3 separate regions of the Mus musculus genome follow, and regions 1 and 2 are each linked to region 3. A link is a contact called in public Hi-C and promoter capture Hi-C data. All regions are on one chromosome and are shown on one strand. The core of a region is the stretch at or near the end of the contact, and the rest is flanking DNA. Distances in the headings are between cores, read along the strand shown. Region 1 holds the start of Ggh (gamma-glutamyl hydrolase). Region 2 holds the start of Coq3 (coenzyme Q3 methyltransferase). Region 3 holds the start of Ndufaf4 (NADH:ubiquinone oxidoreductase complex assembly factor 4).

What was found. Promoter capture Hi-C pulls out the DNA fragments that hold promoters and counts their contacts. A called contact is a pair of places that touch in the nucleus more often than the background predicts.
Region 1: a contact with region 3 is called in a Hi-C map of CD8 T cells, with 10 times the contacts expected there. The contact joins the promoter of Ggh here to the promoter of Ndufaf4 in region 3. A contact is called at or near these places in 2 of 484 Hi-C or Micro-C datasets (CD8 T cells and rod photoreceptor).
Region 2: a promoter capture Hi-C map of pre-B cells shows a contact between it and region 3. The contact joins the promoter of Coq3 here to the promoter of Ndufaf4 in region 3. A contact is called at or near these places in 2 of 39 promoter capture datasets (cranial neural crest and pre-B cells).

What each region holds. Positions count from the first base shown.
Region 1 is chr4:20,039,435-20,043,453 of GRCm38.p6, reverse strand. Ggh (gamma-glutamyl hydrolase) reads right to left here and starts at 1,402. Exons shown (of 9, transcript NM_010281.2): 1 at 1,172-1,402. The coding sequence starts at 1,280. 4930598A11Rik (a long non-coding RNA gene) reads left to right here and starts at 1,550. Exons shown (of 2, transcript XR_881147.2): 1 at 1,550-2,226.
Region 2 is chr4:21,877,427-21,881,359 of GRCm38.p6, reverse strand. It overlaps Coq3 (coenzyme Q3 methyltransferase), which reads right to left and starts at 1,714. Exons shown (of 7, transcript NM_172687.2): 1 at 1,564-1,714. The coding sequence starts at 1,672.
Region 3 is chr4:24,896,165-24,900,538 of GRCm38.p6, reverse strand. Ndufaf4 (NADH:ubiquinone oxidoreductase complex assembly factor 4) reads right to left here and starts at 2,456. Exons shown (of 3, transcript NM_026742.4): 1 at 2,237-2,456; 2 at 1,863-1,966. The coding sequence starts at 2,372. It overlaps Gm46848 (a long non-coding RNA gene), which reads left to right and starts at 2,417. Exons shown (of 3, transcript XR_001784261.2): 1 at 2,417-3,849.

The sequences.
Region 1 (4,019 bases), core at 153-2,652, 4.9 Mb after region 3:
AAGTTTCTAGTTTCTCTTTAGTGTTCAACTTCAAGGAAGAAAAAAATAAGATAAATGTCAAATTCCTACATTTGTCTACCTATAAATTTCTTTTGTCAACTTTAACTACAGGCTGATTTCTCCTTGGATGCTATCAAATGTCTGACATGAATGCAAACCAGTTTTACCCTGATTGAAACATAAATATGCCAGACAGAAACAATGTCACGATTTGGCTGAGATAAAATGAATATTCAAATCCTCAAAGTCGATGTTGATACTTGATGCTAAAAATGGCAAAGTCCAAGTCCAGGACACACTTTAGTTTCTTACCTATTTCATGTGTGTGTGTATGTGTGTGTGTGTGTGTGTGTGTGTGTGTGTGTGTTGTATCTTCATGTATGTCCTGGAGCAAAGAAACGTAAGTTTTACCTGTGTGCAGAATTTCTGGGATTGGAAAGGCAGGGAAAATGGTGGAAACACAGGTCAGGAAAAGCACCCATCACCCTGAAATCTGACTAAATCCTCTCACCAGTTAACACTCAAGAGTAAACTAACATTTTTAAGGTCTTTCTCCCTTCTCTGTTATTTCCTCTGATATTTCACTGGAAACTTCATGTACAGTAAAAGACACATACTAACCCCTTGTGCAACACTAGTAGCTCCTTGCTCTTATCTTATTCAAGGCACCTCTGCAGCCGTCCTATAATCTTAATTATCATTATGGACTACGAGAACAGGAATAAAGAGTGAGATCCTCTGGAAACTTCTTGAACTACGAAATTGAGCACTAGGTCAGCCGAGGTGGAGTCTTCTCTGAGAAACCCACAGCACGATTTCTCCTCTGCTTCCTTCTTAACTTGAGCTCTTCTCTTCCTACTTCTGATACATCCTAGCTTGGTTCACACTGACTGTCCTTAAAATTCTTTTCCCGCACGGAAACCTCAAATCCTGGGTTTGCCTCAACTGTGGTTCCTAAAAGTTACGGGACCGCCTCTAGCTGCTTTGGGTGCCAAGTAGTAGCGAAGAGCTGAGCCTTCATTGGGATCCCGATCCTCCAGATGCAGAGGTCTCTAGAAGGACATCAGCATAAGGTCCCATTGATGAGAAGCGCGCCGCGGGGTCTGCACCGCTGAGAAACAGAGCGCCTCGCAGACTACCGGTCCGCAACACCTGCCCCAAGCCTCCTTACCGATGATGGGCCTCTCGGAGCCATGGTTGTAGGGTCTGGACATCCCGGGACTTGAAAGCCCGCATAGTAGCAAACCCAACAAGCACAGCAGGTAGCCCAGGTTCGCCATCGCGATCGCAATCGCAATCCGGCCTCCGCCCCCACTTAAAAAGGTTCTTCAGCCAGGCGCGCGCCCGGCGGCCAGGTTGGGGCGCGGTCTCGCGGCCTGGGCGGTGCCAAGCTCGAGGGCGCGCAAGGCCGCGCCGCTCAGGCCTCTGGGAAGTGCAGTCCGGGTGCTTGCGGTGCGGAGCTGGGCGGGCCGGGCGGGGGCGGGGCCGGGGGGCGGGCCGGGGGGCGGGCCGAGGCGGGCCGGGGGCGGGCCGAGGCGGGCCGGGGGCGGGCCGGGGACAGAAGGCTCTGGGAGCGTGCTCCAAGCTTGTCCATCGCCCAACGCGCGACCTGCAACTCGCATCCCGCGGCCCAGCGAGTGGCACGCGCGCGAAGGCAGCTGTGGAGACCTCTGAATGCTCCCTGTGAACTCTTATGTGGCCTGGCGAGGTCACCTACACCAAGTGGATACGACCACCCCGGGACCTGATGGCGAGCTCGGGTCCCACCTGGCTCTGTGCGGTAACCAAGCAGCAAGGCCCGCAAGGTTCTAGAAGTTACCAGAGAACTATGCTGCATAAACGCATAGGTTTTCTGGCTTTGATATCCTGACAGCATTCGATGTTAGGACAGGGGTTCACTTCCGAAAAACCACTGATAACATATTTATTTGGGCACAAGGATGTCTGGAGGAAGTAAAAAGCACAGAGTACTTAGAGTACTTGTGTCTCCCTTTCCTTTAGAACCCTGTCAAGGGAAGGGGCTGATTCTTGCCACCTAGCCCCCCAAAAAACAATACCAGGCCACACTCGATACAAAGTGCTTGATTAACTTCGCTGTTACCAGCAACCCCAGAAAACCACTAGTATCTTATAAAATGATAAGAGCAAAGCTAAGCAGTTAAAAACTCAGGTTGACTAATATATTTTGAATGTTCAAATGCATGCACTCATAGCCAGCAGCACAAGGTAAGTTTCTTCCTATCAAGGTTCAACTAAACTCCAGGTTAAAATAGAAAATCTGTTGAAGATGAAACGGTATTTTGAATGGTGTTATTTGTGTAAGAGGTATACAATTTAGGGGGAAAAACATACAATGTGACTTGTGGAAAACTAGTGACAAGGTTCTGGCATTCATCAAGAAATGCAATACATTGTTTAGTTTAGCAAGACTATTGTAGACTGGAGTGTCGAAAGATATTGAGAAAATGCAAAGCAGGATTGAGCCTGAGTTGATAAGGATCTATTGCAAATATGCATCCATGCCTCTGGAGCAGCATCTATCCACAAAGGAGGAAAATTATCTGCTATTATTCACAAAAATAAAATCCAGATAGAGAAAAGATACAAAGGGGAAAGGGGAAATACTAGACTTTGGTATGAAAATATAAATTATATGTGTATCCATTCATAACTTTGATGGTCAGATGTTTTCATAAGATATCAAGTTTTATGAACATCATAAAACATTTAAAAAATCAAGTATTAATGAAAAACGAATGGGTTTGGCCATGTTAAATTTTAATAGTTCTGATAGCTTATCAATTATTTTTAACTGTTTTAGGAAGCTATTAGGTAATTTCTGCTAGAGGTGGAAAGTCACGTATTCTGTAATCTACTACTTCTCAAGGTATAAATATGTGTCTACTACATGATCTTACTAAACTAGGTCATGGGGACTCCACCCTCATAAATAGATTGCTGCTATCTCACAGATATGGGTCAAGTCTGACGGGAGTGCATACTTTCCTTAAAAGGGGGTTGTTGTACGTGGAACGACACATGCCCCTGTTGGTTCTCTTGCTTCCTTTTGTATCATATGAACTCTCTTACCCTTCCACTCCCATACATGATGGCATTGGCTATGAGGCTATAAACAGAGGCCAAGATGCTAGTGCCTGTTAGAACAGAGACCTAAGAAGCCTGATCCCCCAGCCTAAAGACATCAGACCATGCACCTTGTACCTCTCTCCCTGGGACAGAAAATCAAGCAACTATTCTATGTTGAGGACTAACAGTAGTCACTAATCTGTGTTGCTGACCACCACCTGGCTCTTCCATGCACTTTGTCACTTATCCCAAACTAAATCGAATGATGTAAAACTTCTTACCCGCCATCAAAACTTATAAAAAACAAACAAACAAACAAACAAAAAAACCAACATCAACAACAACAAAAACCCAACAACCACCAGGTAACTTGGTGTACACACCTCTATTCTGGCACTGAAGAGGCAGGGGCAGGTGGAATTCAAGGCTAGCAGAGGTTACACAATGAAATGCTGTGTGTGTGTGTGTGTGTGTGTGTGTGTCTGTGTGTGTGTGTGTTAAGTATAAAAGTCACATATTTTCCTTTGTTTGCTGGATTTCTCTGAAAGCTCCTCTGGCCTCCCCTGTCATCATCTTAACAGCCCCCCTCCTTACCAATTAACTTTAAGCTATCACTCCTGAAACACCTGCCCAGGAATTATAAGGAATCCTCTTATTTTGTGGTCCTGTTATGCTGTCATTTGGTGATTTGCCTGAAACATATAGAGATCTATCTGCCTCCGAAGTGCCAGAATTAAAAACATATGCCACCATTGCTGGCTCCCTGGTTGCTGGAGGCCAGGTCTGGCAGTGAGTTCAGTAATGTAAGGAGGAGATGTGGTCTCAACAACTAATGTAAAACAGGCATATACGCACACACACTTGGTGGATAAAGCGAGGCTCCAACAACTTTATTTTTTTCTCCCATATCTTATATCCCTCCAAAAAAAATC
Region 2 (3,933 bases), core at 465-2,964, 3.0 Mb after region 3:
TCAGCCAAGGCTGCTATAAGCCAAAAGTCTATCTTTTAAATGGGCGATGAGGGTTGGAGAGGTGGCTCAGCAGTTAAGAACACTGGCTTCTCTTCCAGAGAAACTGGACTGGATTCTCCAGCATCCATGGGGCAGTTTCCAACCGATAGACGTACAGTCCTAGGGAATCCGATGCTCTCTTCTAGCCTGTAAGGACATCAGGCACACACAGCCTGTGGTCTGCAGCTGTAGATGCAAGCAAACACCCATACCCATGCCCATACCAGAAAAGACTGGCAGTGACATGAAGATGTGGTGAGACAAGTACAAATTAGAGCAATGGCATCATGTCAGCAGAGCTGGCAAAGGCACGGAGGAGGTGACTATACGTAAGGGAAGAACATGCCAATCACAACAGCTTGGGAGGCCGAGGCAGGTGGGTCTTCTGATGTATGAGACACACATTAAAAGGTTTCTAAAAAATGGACCAGAGATGTTCTGGATCTCTGGAACAATGACTCGGATTGTTCTGGAAGACAAAGTTTAAACAATAAAAGAGTATAAATGTATATAAAGACAATAAAATCTTATAAAAGACAATAGAAGAGTATAAAATCATCTCTCCAGAAAATTAAAGTTGGAATCGTAATTCCATCTAGATCTCCAAGTTCATTAATATTTATTTATATCTTGCTCTCTTAAAAATTATAATTATTTTTTTCAGTAGTATTTAAATAGGTATTATTGCTGTTACTGTCATATTAAAATTCCCAACCATACCAATCTCTACCATATAGTGGTCATTTTCTTTTCTTTTTTTTTCTTTTTTTTTTTTGTTTTTTTTTTTGTTTTTGTTTTTGTTTTTCGAGACAAGGTTTCTCTGTGTAGCCCTGGCTGTCTTGGAACTCACTCTGTAGACCAGGCTGGCCTCGAACTCAGAAATCCGCCTGCCTCTGCCTCCTGAGTGCTGGGATTAAAGGCGTGTGCCACCACGCCCGGCCTGGTCATTTTCTTGTAAAGGTTGAACCTAATTATCTGCGTACTACTTGCGTTTAAAAATCTATAGCACCAAATGCAGTTAGCTCTTTACTTTATTTGCCAAACAAGAGCATAAATGCCTTAAATTCTTTGGCGGGGACGGTAAGATGGTGAGCAATAAAGTAGTGAGGCAGCGCTAGGACGTTCCCCGTGTGTCTTTCTTGGTTTGGTTTGGAAAGCAAGAACCACCTCCAGGATCCAGCAAGTTGAATGGCGGCTCCCGGGCCACAAGCTCATAGAACGCAAATAAAATAGGGCAAAGGTCGTGGGCTACCCGGCGGCGGCGGCACAAGAGACACGCTCTCCGAGGCCCAGATCCTTAGTCCTCAGCCTTTTTCCCCTGGCTTCTCAGACCTGGAGGGTTGTAGCCGCTGGAGAGAGCAACACCAGGTCCCGGAGGTCACCAGGGATGAGGACGGGGCAGCGCGGCGCTGCTTTTAACCAGACCCCACGGAGCCGGACAGCCCACCGCTCTCTGCCGCGCTTGCGCAGAGCCGCCCCGGCACCCGAGGCGTGCGGAAGAACCTCCGCGCCGGCGACACTCACCCGACCGTGAAGTTAGGCGAGGAGGCTGGGCGACCGCGCTGGGGCACCCAAACCCTAGCGTTTCCAGGAGACGAACCCCACGAGAGCCCAGCCTTCCACCTCTCCACATCGCGACTAGAATCCTACTCCTTTTCCGGTCCCTCCTCACAACAAATCCCCAGCGGAAGGGTTCCGCCTCCTACACTCGCGGATGCCGGCTTTTGCATTTGCATTAGTTAATGTGAATTTGTGGTCACCGTTAACTCGAGCTCCTCTATCAAATTATGTCTGCAATGAAATAAAGAGATGTTCCTAATAAAAGGCCACGAAGACCTACCTACCTTCTCGTCCTACGAGTCACGCCGTGCTGTTTTCGTATTTACGAGCTATCTCCTCAGTCTTGGAAAACCGACTCTAATGCTTAAAATCAAGTACGGAAATGCTTTTTCCGAGAAACCCATTCTCTTTCAATGCGCTCAAGTAATCACAGAGAACAGAAGTCCACATCTAAAGTACATTCTTTGAAACTGACCCTTTATTCTGTTCAGGATACACCGTATGTAGCAGAAAACTCCTTACACTCAGTTTAGACGTTTATTGGAAGTAGAAACGGAGCAGTATGAAAGATTCTAGTATGAATCTAATATGAAGTTCATACTAGTTTTTTTTTTTTTTTTTTTTTTTGTCAACTTGACATTAATTTGATTCACCAGGAAACAGGGACCCTCTCCTGAATTGCCTTCATTAGACTGAACTGCGTGTTTGTGGGGCGGCGTTTTCTTGATTGATGTTCAGCCCTTTGGAAAGTGGAACTGGGTTGTATCTGAAGCTTGCATTTATGGATCTCGCCCAGACTTCCCTCAATGATTGATTAGGATCTCTAAGCCAAAGAGAAAGAAACCCTTCCTAGAGTTGCTTTTAGTCAGTGTTTTATCCCAGCAACTAAAAGCAAACCAGGAACGGTTAAAAAACAAACAACAAAATAAAAAATAATGCCCTCATAAAAAGAAGGGTAAACTCCTAAAATTTAGGGCGTCATTCTACATTTCAGCAGGCAGTGCTGTCCTTTAAATCGGGGAAACTTACTAAGCTCTCATCCTCTGAGCTAAAATACTAACCTCATAAGCTGTATGAAAACCAGCTGCTCTATCACTGTCAGAGGTCCCTGTGTTTGGAGGTATATGGCCATTTCTCCAAATGAAGGTGGAAAGTTTTATACACAAGTTGAAGTGTCATGTTTTTGCTGGATTGACAGACCCACGGAAAATCATGGTTAACACTCTTAAGGACTTCTGTGCATGGACTGTACTTAACATTAAGTGTACACCACACAGCTCCATAGCCATCCCAGTCTCGCTTCAGCAAAGGCAGGAAGTGATATGCTTAAATACTGGTAGGAAGCAAAGAACCCTCTAAATCCCCCCACGCAGCAACAAAACGCTTTTCTGTAAGTTCAGTTGAGCTGTGTCAGAAATAAAATTGTGGTGACTGTAATGCAGTATGTAGCCATTACTGTAGGAAAGTTCCAGAGTAACTCCAGTCTTACTTATGAACAAGCTGTAAACTAGCTCATACATATTTTAGAAAACTCAACACCCATTTAACATTTGCAATGTGTTCTAGTTCTTTAATAAAAAATGAAGGGTAAGTCACTTTATGTCTACACAAGCTTTATCCCTTTGAACAATCTACTACATCCATCCAGCTGAATGAGTTCTTGGACTTACTCAAAAAGTCTATCACACGGTATCCACTCTGAGAAATTCTATATTGCCACATTCTATTTAAAACTGAACTTACAGGGGAGTTGGAGAAATGGCTCAGTGAGGACCCAAGTTTCAGTTTTCACACTGTGACTCACAACCATATGTAACTCCCTATCTAGGGCACCTAACACCCTCTTCAGGTCCTTGTGGGCACCCTAACACAGATATACACTCACTATCACTAGTTCAGTTTAGAAACTTCAATGTTAATTTTTTTAACTTACTATAGGAATTTTTAGCCTTATGCAACTCCTAAAAATTTCCAACTAAAAAGTTTTAAAGCCCAGGGTCTAGAAAAATCACACACACCCCATTAAAGAAATAAATCCCAGAGCCCCTTGGTGATGGTTTAGTGGCTGAAAGCCCTGGCTGCTCATTCACAAAGTTGAATTCCCAGCATCCACAGGACCAGGTTGAATTCCCAGCACCCATATGGTGACTCACAACTGGAACTCAGGAACTCAGAGTGGAGACAAATGAAGGCAAAACACCAATACACATAAAATACATACACATTACAAGTTTTTTAAAAGTTGTAAAGCTCTTCTGCCATTATTCTTCATATTTCTTTAAAATGGACTATATTTGGGCATTTACCTATTGTGCAGTACAAAATCGACAAGAC
Region 3 (4,374 bases), core at 1,207-3,706:
AAACCCAGGTACATCTGCCTTTCCCTCCATACATACAGATCTGGCTTTTCCACTTGACATCAAGATGAATAAAATTTAACATCCTCTTTTCATTTAGTGGAAAGGCAGAAAAAATTTACAAATTCCACATAAATATAAAATATTAAGAAAACAAAAAAACTGAAAAACTACTTCCTAGCAGATATGTTAACTAGTTATGTCAATAGCTAGAAAATAAAAATCAATTATTTTCCTGTGCATTAAAATGAGGGGAAGAAAATTTCTACTTAATAATAACATCTTTCTTCCTTCCTCAAAGACCTTCTAAAAAAATTAGAAGATCTTTACCTCTCTTTAGTTAAACTGTGAATACAATCTAATTATCATCAAATCTAAACAAGGCTTACTAAAGACACTAAAAATCTGATTCCCAAGTTCATTTAGAAGGAAGTGATTTGAGAAGATATGAAGCTTTTTTAGGTTATAACAGTCACCAGGATGTGTCATACCACTTTATTGAGATAGTATGGGTCTAGTGGTAAGAAACAAAAAACACCTGGTCTACAGAGTGAGTTCCAGGACAGCCAGAGCTACACAGAGAAACCCTATCTTGGAAAAAAAAAAAAAAGAAAAAGAAAAAGAAAAAGAAAAAGAAAAAGAAAAAGAAAAAGATGAAACAAAAACCAAACAACCAATAAGTCTATAAACAGAAGTCAGAAAATTAGTAAATAAATTATAGTTAGGTGACTGGCACCTATTTGAAGAGGTTAAACTGGTCACTTCAACAGACTAAATACCAAGTATAATATCAAATAAGTATCTTTACACAAAAATCACACACACACACACACACACACACACACACACACTCACATGCACCTCATACTTAGCATAAATGGGAAACCCTCCTTCCAAGTATTGCTGAGCTTAAAAATAATACACTATGGCCAACAATCAATGTATCTTTATTGTGTGAAAATCTGGTACTAACTAAATCCTACTGTCACTATTAAATTATGAATATTATAGAAGTAGCTGTAATTGCAGTCTTTTGCTCAGTATTAGATAATACAAAAAAGTTTTGTAATGAAAACAAAAAACAAAAAAAACTTTGAGGGCTGTGGCTGGTACTTCCTCTTCATTTAATCTAATTCTTTGCCTTCCAGGCTGCAACTTCAATTTGCACTCCAGGCCCAGGGTTAAATGTCACTTCCTCAGAAGCAGCCTTTCATCTTCCCCAGCCCGTAATTACATTATAGTTGTACAGCTGCTCATCCACGGAATGGTCTGTGGTCCGCAACGTACCATGGGCCTCAGAGAGTAATTACTGTTTTAATCACTACACACAACACTTACACCTGACACAGGAGACATACCCATCATTCCAGCATGCTATATTAACTTACATATAATATTACATATCCTGTTGGGACACATCCTCAAAACTATGAACGTGCCCCCACTCCAAACCCCCAAACACTGAGGTTGTCATTAAGAGCATCTTAATTTACAGAATATGAAATAGCTCTCAAAGTCATACTGGTCACTCAGAAAACCACTAAAAAATGCCGTAACCCAACCCTACAACTTCTGCAATAAACAATTCACACAGGTCCATCCAATCAATCCCTTCACAGGTCTTTCGGTATACCCTAAGTATACCCTAAGTATACCCTAAGTATACCCTAAGTATCGAAGGGGGTCCAGGCCTGCCTGTGTCTAGCTGTCTGTGCTCTACACTGACTGCTCCCCTCTACACACACACACACACACACACACACACACACACACACACTTTGCACTTTCACTCGTTGCCCTCTTTTTCTTGATCACTTTCTCAGACCTCCAAAATAAACTGCCAACTTAATTAACGTATACATTACCGGCAAGGCAGGCACCGGATCTTTGGAATCGACATATACATCTCTTAGCAATGACAGCAGCTTGTTATCTTTTTTAGAAACAACTTCTTCGATTTCTGGATACTCTAAGGAAAGAAAATAAGCCATAGTATCTTTTTTTTTTTTTTTTAAGGAAAAAAATCTCTAAACTCGTAAACATGTACAATATTAAAAAAAAAAATCATCTGGACATCTTGGGGCAAACACTTGGACGAGAGTCTGCGTGCAGCCTGCGCAGACGCCGGGAGAGAGCGCGGGCTGCCTTGGGCTCCGGGATTCCTTCCAGCCGCCACCACCCGGGGCCCGCGCGGGGACGACCTCAATGTCACCGGAGGCCTGGGAGGGACTGCACTCACGACTCCGGTGCTCCTGCAGGAGGTCGCGGGTAGAAGGGTGCTTGGGTGCCATGGAGGGCTTCCTCTTGCTGATCTCTCGCTCCGCTCGCTTCTCCACGTTGAAGTTCCTTAAGGCGCGGGTCACGCGAGCCCCCATCTCTAAATCATGATGCCCTTAGTTCACTACGCACGTGTAGAAGCCACCGGCACCGGTGACCTCTGTACGCACGGAGCATGCGCACACCAGGGGCCAGGCACCGGTAAAACGCCGAGGACGCGCTCGTCGCCCCCTGGTGGCCGGGAGGACGCACCCTGGACTCCGCCCCGCCCACCCTTCCGCACAGGCGCATGCGCAGACATCTGGGCGTTGTCAGGGACGCCGGCCGGCGACTCCGGAGTCTTTAAGGATGAGCTGCTGTGATCCCACGGTTGCAAAATCCCGAGTAGCCAGTGTGGAGCGGAGATCTTCCAACCTCTTCAGAGGGCAGAGCGCAGGGTCAAGGTTCTGAATTTACCTGCCCATGCTTTTGAGAAATTGAGAATATTTGTTCTCAGCCGCAATTCCATTCTAACAGCCCTTATTTTCCTGTCCCTTGCCTGGAGCTTTCTGAGCCAATTTTGTGTTGGTTTTGTTTGTTTGTTTTAACTCTTTCACTATCTTGACATACCATTTTCCTGCCACTTTGTCCCTAGTGCTATGAGTTTTAGGCTTTCCTTCCCCTTCTCTCATAAGTAGTACTAACTTGACATACTCCTCCATTAGCGCTGAATCACCGTGCTCTTCTCAGCCCCATTTCTCAGCTCTACTGCCTCTCGAGTCTCTGTAATCTTGGCAAACCCTGGTGTAACTTAACGCTGTATTTGGAAAAAGAAAAAAAAAATCTACGGTACACATTCTATCTTCCTTTCCCCTTCTCTTCCACCCACCCTTTGTCTCTTCCTTCTTTTACGTTTCCGAAAGTATTCAATGTGATTGGCCCATAGTTTTTAAAGCCCACCAGCAAGAAAATAAGTTTTCGAATTAATATTTTTCCCAGACTGTGGTTGTGAAATCTATTAAAGATTTTAGCCTGGTTGGTTAGGTGAATAGATTAGTTGTGTCTAACCAACTTAAAGAAAAAAATTAGGGGGAGGGGTTTTCATTTTTTTAAGGACTATTACTAATTAAACTGTTTCATAATAGAGAAAACACTAGAGGGGTAAAGTTCTCACTGTTGCTTATGAAACCTGTCTCTGGAGATGGGTTATGTAGAAGCTAAAACCGTGTTCAGTGAGTTAATTTGTTAGTTATCCTGAAGGTGGCAGTCTGCTCCAAGATTTCCATCTGAGAGCTTTTTAAACAAGTTCATAACTGGGTGCCTTTTTTTTAAAACCAATTTCTCTGGACATCAAGAAATGTTCCTTGGCCTCATTAAGTCTGTTCTGTGCTTTAAGAATTATAGTAGCAATTCCACTCACTGCCTGCTAAAGTATTTTAAATTTTCATGTGATTCCACCAAACTTAGGGCTACATGAAAGTAACCTTACACAAGAGTTTCGAGTGAGTCCAGGACAGCAGATAGTACAAAATTAAAGATCTGTGAATTTCTACACGCAGGAAAGCTTGGATTTGACACTGGAAGAGACAGTGGCAGGTGAGCCTATTGTTTTATCTAGCCTTGGCCTGGGGTTACTCAGACCCTTAAAGACCAAAACAAGGCAGAGAGGCTCCAGCAGAACCCACCTTTGGCTATCTTACTTTGGTAATCAGAATGGAAACAAAATCCTGGACCATAAATCCATAATTTCAGCTCTTCTTGTCAAGACATACAATGTAGCAGAAGGTCTGAACTTAAGATTTTCTTTCTGGCTTCTGCCTGAGGATTGAAGGCAGACCCTCAAGGGAAGTCAGAAGTCTGCTTTTCTCTCAGCCAAACTGAAGTAAGGTTGATAGCTGATAATGAATGATAGTGATGAACTCCAAATATCACCAAAACAGTAAAATGCTAGTTTTTGAGAAGAGACATTTTCCTTTGTTTTGTTTCGTGCTGTATGCCCAAATGGTGCCAGGACAAAGTGGGTGTTTATGCCAAGATCAGTTTCAATCATTGACTAGCATGCTCTTTCCATGTGATGGTGTTGTTGAACCTGGGAAGGCTGGAACATCAATAGGCATTATA